Linked DNA regions of Capra hircus: region 1 is linked to region 2. A link is a contact called in public Hi-C data. All regions are on one chromosome and are shown on one strand. The core of a region is the stretch at or near the end of the contact, and the rest is flanking DNA. Distances in the headings are between cores, read along the strand shown.

Region 1 (3,280 bases), core at 323-2,822, 170 kb after region 2:
GTTTCCCTCAGTTTTCAGGCCTCAGTTTCCCTTAAGCAGATGCATCCCAGATGCATTGAAGTTTCAATTTCAAAGTGAGTGAGGTGAGGATATAGGTTCATCTGGAAGTTTGGCATTTCGTTGGTGTAAAATCATGTGGCATTTGGAGGTGGCAGCCATTCCCCAGCAGTTCCCGGCAGCAGTGACAGCAGCTTCCATCCAGGATGGGGTGGGGCGACTACCAGTCAAGATAGTTTCCTCATCAGGCCAGTTCTTCAGTGTGGTTCTGAGCATCCTCCTAGAAGCTTAACCTGGAGTCACTTCTTCAGGCCATCCCAGAATCCCAGAACTATCCATTATCCTTTTCATTTGCTGCTTTTCTGTTTGGTCAGAGTTAGCCTCTATTGCTCAGAGCTAAGAACTCTGATAGATGAAGCCTCCCTTGCTTAAAACTCTTCAGTGGCTTCCTACGCATTTTCTAGGATGTTTCCCAAATCCTTTGCTTAGCTTGAGGCTCTTCTTTATTTGCGATATACCCACTCCGTCCACATTGAGCCACTGTGTCCATTCTGGCCACATCAAGCCACCCTGGTCCTGTCATCCGTCCTTTCTCAATTTCATATCGCTTGCCACTCAAGAACCTTCCTGGCCAACCACCCTTCCCTATGTATCCCAGTCCCCAGCACTGTTCTTATCTCCATCATAAACAAGACACTTTTTACGCTCTACCACAAAAGTCGATTCACTTCCCTGTAAGCTCTGCATGGGTAGGAACTTGTCTTCTCAGGACCAAGGATACTCTGGCACAAAAGAGGTGATCGGTATATATTTATCGAGTGAATGGTCAGAATGTGGACAAGTGCTGCCACCTATTGGAAGAAACGTTATTCAACTCTTTTTTATGATTTGGAAAATGGCTATCTTTACAAGGATGAAAAGTGACAATACTCTTTTCCTCATTTAAGAGATCATCGTCATTATTGCCAAGCCTCTGTGGTAACTAGACTCCTAGATGGACCCCAGTGATCCCTGTCTGTTGGTATTCATGCCTTCGGGTTGATTCTCCCACACGGAAGTCTTGGTTGAACGAGTGAAGTGATGGTATGTGACTTCTGAGAAGAGATCATAAAAGACACTGCGGCTTCTGCCTTGGTCTCTCTGAGATCACTGGCTCTGGGGGAAGTGAGGGACACTCTGACACCATGCCCTTGGGACACTCAAGCGGCCCCATGGGGAGGCCCATAGCGTGAAAAACTAAGGCCTCAACAGAAAAAAACAAGGTCAACAGTCATGCGATTGAGATCCTCCAGCCCGAGTCAAGATTTCAGATAACTGCAGGTCAAGGCTGCTTGACCTACATCTTGACTGTAATCTCACGAGAGACCAAGACAGAACCAAACAGCCAAGTCATGACCAAATTTTCGATCTACAGAACCTGTGTGAAAAATGTTTGTTGTCCTAAGCAGTTAAGCTTTGGGGTGATTATTGGCAGCGACAGGTTGCCAATATACTCTCCGACGTAGATCACCGCCTACAATGTTTTGTTTTGTTTTTAAATAAATATTTATTTGGCCACCCTGGGTCTGGGCCGCATGTGGAACCTAGTTCCCTTACCATGGATTGAACAGGGCCCCCCATTTTGGGAGCGCAGAGTCTCAGCCACTGGCCCACAGGAAGTCCCTACAAATTGTTTTAAGTTTGCTGTAACGTGGAAACTATCAGAATCTGGGTGCTGATGGGTGCGAATGGTGCTGGAGCCACGGAGGAAGTGGAGTAAGAACCAGGACACCTGGCCTTGCGGAGTGGCGAGTAGTCTGATCTGTAGCATCCCTTTCAGCGTTAACGTTCTCTAGGAAAGGCGGAGACAAGAGACACCGCTGCACAAGTGCCGCGACCCCTGCGCTCCGCGGCAGCTTCCACGCCTGCGCAGAACTCAAAGCGCGCTCTCAGGTGGCGCCGTTGCGCGCCGAGTCATCGATCGTGAGTTCCCGAGCGGCCTGGACCCGTGTTGGCCGCCAGCGGTCTGCTCGCCGGTGGGCTCCAGGGGGCGCCCTCAAGAGAAGGGGCGGAGCGCTCCTGTTCCAGAGACCAGCTCGGCGGGGTCCTCCGTCGGTTACACCTCAGTATCTCCATAGCTACGGTAGTGGCCGCTGTAGGCGGGAGCTCCCCGGCCGCTCCGTAGTTACCGTCGCCGCCTCGGTGGTCCGGGCCGCTGAGTCCTCTCGCGGCCGCCATGAAGCTGCGGGTCCGGCTTCAGAAGCGGACCTGGCCTCTGGATATGCCAGAAGCGGAGCCGACTCTGGGGCAGCTGCGCGCGCACCTGAGCCAGGCCCTGCTGCCCACCTGGGGGTACAGGTAGGCGCCGCGGAGAGGCGGGGTGGGGGTGGGGACGCGGCGGGGCGGGGAGGAGCGCCCAGGGGCGCGGGCCCGCGCCGGGCGGTCACGTGAGGCGGGGCGGCCGGCGGGCGGGGCCCGCACCCCGGGACTGTGACGCGGGCCAGGCGGGGAGCGGGAACGAGGGCTGCAGCTCGCGGGGTCCCGGCTCCCGGAGGTCATGGCCCAGCGTCCCGAGGGCTCCGAGCTCATCCAGGGTGAGCCTTCGCTTCCGTGTTTGCAGTAAACGAACGCAGGGAGAGGCTAAGATGCAAAATTCCCGAGTCTTTTGAGATGTGAGCTGGGAAATTACGGGTTTGGCTTAGGTTAAACCTCTTCAGACTCCCAGGGATTTAAGTTCACCATCTCCAGCTGTCGGAATATTTCAGTGAAAAAGTTTGTAAAGTGTTAGGAGTTAAAAACCTGCTTCGTATCTCATATGGAGATACGAGGCCACCTGTAGCCTGTACCGCTGCTTTCGGACTACCAGCCTGCAGTCCGCTTAAAACTCCGTTAAGTGTTTACCTGCCGCGCGCCGCTGTGGGCACTTTGACTTTCCCGCTGGAAAGTTTTGCGAAGTGCAGCATGTCGGTCTGTTTCAAATAATATTATTTTCCTGGCCAAGATGTTGCTTTTTTTTTTTTTTTTTTTTGTAATGGAAACTATGGTAAACGTTGGCCTTATGATGACCCTGGAGAGCTTGCAGTTTGGGGACAGTGACGTTGAGAAATAATGGATCAAATTCTGTATTTATGGGGTTGCAGATGAGGCTGTCCTGGGTATCTTGGAGACCATAACCTGGGAGTAGAGGGACAAAAGTGAGGGTGGTCCTCTTCAAATCCTGAGCTAGCGAATTTGGAATTTGAGTGTGCTGAGAAAAAGTACAGAAGGTGTTCACTGGGGCTTTTTAGGTGAATTCTTCAAAAGA
Region 2 (3,731 bases), core at 328-2,827:
GGGGTCCAGCTGAGTGTACAAAGTTGCTGTTGTCTAGTTGTAGTTCTGCCAGTCCCTGAGTGTGATCTCATGGTAGTAAGGCTTTTCATTGCTGAATTTCCTCACCTTTAAAATAGAGGGGGAGTTCCCTGTTGGCCTAGGGGTTAGGATTCTGGGCTTTCACTCCTGCAGCCAGGGTTCAATCCCTGGTCAGGGAACTGAGATGCTGCAAGGCACATGGTGCAGCCAAAATATTGGAAAAAATTAAATGGAGGTAATTTTTCATCATATTTCATCAATATTGTTGCAAAACCAAGCAAACTATTGTATGTGAGGAAAATGTGTTACAAACTGCCCACAAATTGATCCCATATGTGGACAGCCCATTCTGACAATAAAACTGGGGCAGAGCATATGCTACCGGTTTTCTTTGCCCCCACTCTCTCCATAGCAACCACCCTCCTGTTTTGCTTGCCAGTCTCAGATGTAGGGGAGAGAGATGAAAACTCAGAGGGCAAGTGACAAGACAGTCACACAGCCAAGAAAATGAGCTCTTGAAAATATCTAACTACCTGATGACCTGTCCTGCCAGTTTTTCCCAGCACAAACAGCCTTGTTTCTGCTCCCCACCCTGAACTAGTTTCACAGTGTATTGAAGGTCAGCAGCTACAGAAGCCCATCATGATTTAATTCTTGTAGAGGTAGATGGCAAGTGTCCATAGTGTGTGAAAGTGTTAGTTGGTCAGTCATATCTGACTCTGCAACCCCATGGACTGTAGCCCACCAGGCTCCTCTGTCCATGGGATTCTCCAGGCAAGAATACTGGAGTGGATTGCCATTTCCTCCTCCAGGGGATCTTTCCAACCCAGGGATCAGACCCAGGTCTCTCGCGTTGCAGGCAGATTCTTTACTATCTGAGCCACCAAGGAAGCAAGTGCCCATGATAAGTGCCAATTTGTAGTTGACAGTATCCTAGCTACTTGCTACCTGTGCGGCCTTGGGAAAGATAATATTCCCCCTAAGATCTCCCACAAAGTGTTAAGAAGTTACCAAGTTTACATAAGGCACTTAAAATGGTGCCTCCTGTATATATCAAGCACTTTGTGTTTGCTGCTGCTACAACCACTACCTTGTACTTAGTATATAAGCAACATGCAAGAATGTAATGAAATGTAATAGCTGAACTATCTCCTTGAAATGGTAATTCATTTAGGAGAATTCCCTGGTCATCCAGTGTAAGGCTGGGGCTTTCACTGCTCTGCCGAGCTTGGGGAACCAAGATCCCACAAGCCCTACCGCCCAGCCAGAGAAGGGAAAAAAAAAGTTCATTTTGGAGAAACCTTTTAAAAACAAACCTAAAACTCTACCATTGTCAGCTCTAAGAATATGGAGGCAAAATAAAGGTTGGTGTAAATCTGGCTCTGACCTTTACCGTTCCAATTTCATTTATTTATTCATTACTCCCACGAAGCCCATAGACACCGTCACGGATGTCTTGTAAAACCCATTCACACCACTGTACACAACCCTCCTAACCCCGCTGCCTCGGATACCAAATCTTTCCCCACCCCTTTCCCGTTCGCCGCTTTCGAATGACGTCAGAAGCGGGCGCCGACCCCTAAGGAACAGGTGGCCGCCGGCGCCTGCGCTCTGCCCCAAGCTGCGGCTGGGAGCCCTTCACCGAGCGTGCTGGCCAAAGGGCGGTGGGGGTTTCCAGACCCACCGAGGCCAAGTCTGTAGCGTGAGGCCTCGAGCTGAAGACCATGAACCGCAGCCGCCAGGTGACATGCGTGGCCTGGGTCCGCTGCGGCGTGGCCAAAGAGACGCCAGACAAGGTGAGGCCCGGTCGCTCCGAGGTATAGGGGGAGCGGCCTCTCTGCAGCATCCTGGGTCAGCGTCGCCTGGGAACCTGGACCGGGAACGCGCGGCCCCGGCGCCGCTGGCGGGACTGACGGGGGGTGGGGCCGGCTGTGGCCTGTTTGTCGTGGTAGGGCCGTGGTTCCGAGGGTCTGGGACTCCTGGCCCAAGCGCCTCCTCGCTGTCCCTTCCCCCCGAGCCCGACCCACCCCACCCCCGGCGATTCGCACGCCTGTGGACCTCGTGGGCTGGAAGGAGGCGGGATGGTGCTTGCTGACAACGTCCAGCGAGACCTCTTGACGACGCCACATAGTCTGCCGTCACCCTAGAGCGTTTTCAGGCAAATCGGGAAAAGGGGGCACGTATGTGAAACTCCACTTTCCCCTCCTCCGCTCGGCGTTTAGAGGAATGAACTGGATGAAAACCGTGGTGTAGAAAAACTGGTGTGGAGACTACGGTGTCGTGAGCTCGAGAATTGAATTAGGAATTCTCGCAGTAGTGCAAATGAAATGTTGATGAGGCCATGGAGGGCGGCGGGTAGAGGTAAACGGTGACACGTTATGAAAGGGAAAAGCCTACAGGAGAGACTGAGTCTGTAGCCGAGATTACCTACGTTATTCAACAGATGTTTAACGAAGTGCTTTCTCTGTTCCCAGCATTGTTCAGGGTCCTGGGATAGGCATGAACAAAACAGGAAAAGTCCCTGCCTTTATGGAGTTGACATGTGCATATATAATACTTTGTCAGTGATAAATGTTAATGAAAAAAACGGGCGGGATAGTGTTTGTTTCAGGTTATTGAGCCAGTTCCACCAGGACATAGACTGTTTAATTCTCCAGTTTCGCCAGCATTTGGCACATGGTAGGCATTCAGTGCAGCGCTAATGGTAAAGAACCCACCTGCCAATGCAGGAGACGTAAGAGAGGCAGGTTCTATCCCTGGATGGGAAAGATCCCCCTGGAGGGCATGGCAACCCACTCCAGTATTCTTGCCTAGAGAATCCCATGGACAGAGGAGCGTGGCAGAGGACAGTCCATCCGATTGCAGAGTTGGACAAGACTGAACATGCATATAGAATAGGGACAGGAAATAATATATTAAAAATTATTGAAGAAAGCAAGAGTTGTTAAAAGGGCACCAGAGACTTGCAGATACTTGAGGACACTGATTTCCAAACATGTCCACACATTGAAACCACCTGGGGAGCTTCAAAAACTACCAGCTTCCAAGTATTGTGATTTATTTAGTTTGGAGTATAGTCTGAGATTTAAGAGTTCTTCAGGTGATTCTAATGTGAGACAGATTTGGGAACCGTTGCTTAAGAGTTTGTAGGAAGAAGAAATTGGATTTATTCTGCAAAGTCCCAGAAAGAAAAATTCAGACCAGTAAGAGAAATTAGAAAAATATCTCCTAATTAAAATTTTAAGAATCTTTAGTTTCTGGAGTTATCCAATAGAATTTCTATATTATTAAAGGCATTTTGGTACAGAATGGGTGATTGATTGGTTCATCATCTATCAAGAATGGATGGAACACAGTAATCAGGAGCTTACAGTTTGGCACTAAAGAGGATGACCAGTTTTGAGCAGGATGTCCAAGTGGAGAGTCTTATAGACAGTCAGAAAAATGGACCTGCAGTGTACAGGGATAGAGAAAGGAAAGTTTGGAGTAGTCCATTCAGAGAGAACGAGCTTTGCAAGGTGGTGACAGCCCAGGGAGTGAGTACTTGGCAGTGACACCAGGGAACAGAGCCTGGCACGAAGGCAAGAGTGGTTTGCTCAGGAATATCCATGGGGCACTGGGGAGAAACGGCCAACGAGCAGAGAAGATGAGATGAGCTGTCATAGAAGGCAGCTTATACAAGTCCATCTTTTTAAAAAAAAAGTCTGGAGAGA

What was found. A called contact is a pair of places that touch in the nucleus more often than the background predicts.
Region 1: a contact with region 2 is called in a Hi-C map of blood, with 2.4 times the contacts expected there. The contact joins the promoter of FBXO7 here to the promoter of PWP1 in region 2. A contact is called at or near these places in 4 of 5 Hi-C or Micro-C datasets (blood and liver).

Annotation. Positions count from the first base shown.
Region 1 is chr5:69,780,787-69,784,066 of ARS1.2, forward strand. FBXO7 (F-box only protein 7) reads left to right here and starts at 1,573. Exons shown (of 9, transcript XM_018048222.1): 1 at 1,573-2,334. The coding sequence starts at 2,213.
Region 2 is chr5:69,610,501-69,614,231 of ARS1.2, forward strand. It overlaps PWP1 (periodic tryptophan protein 1 homolog), which reads left to right and starts at 1,578. Exons shown (of 15, transcript XM_005680583.3): 1 at 1,578-1,814. The coding sequence starts at 1,743.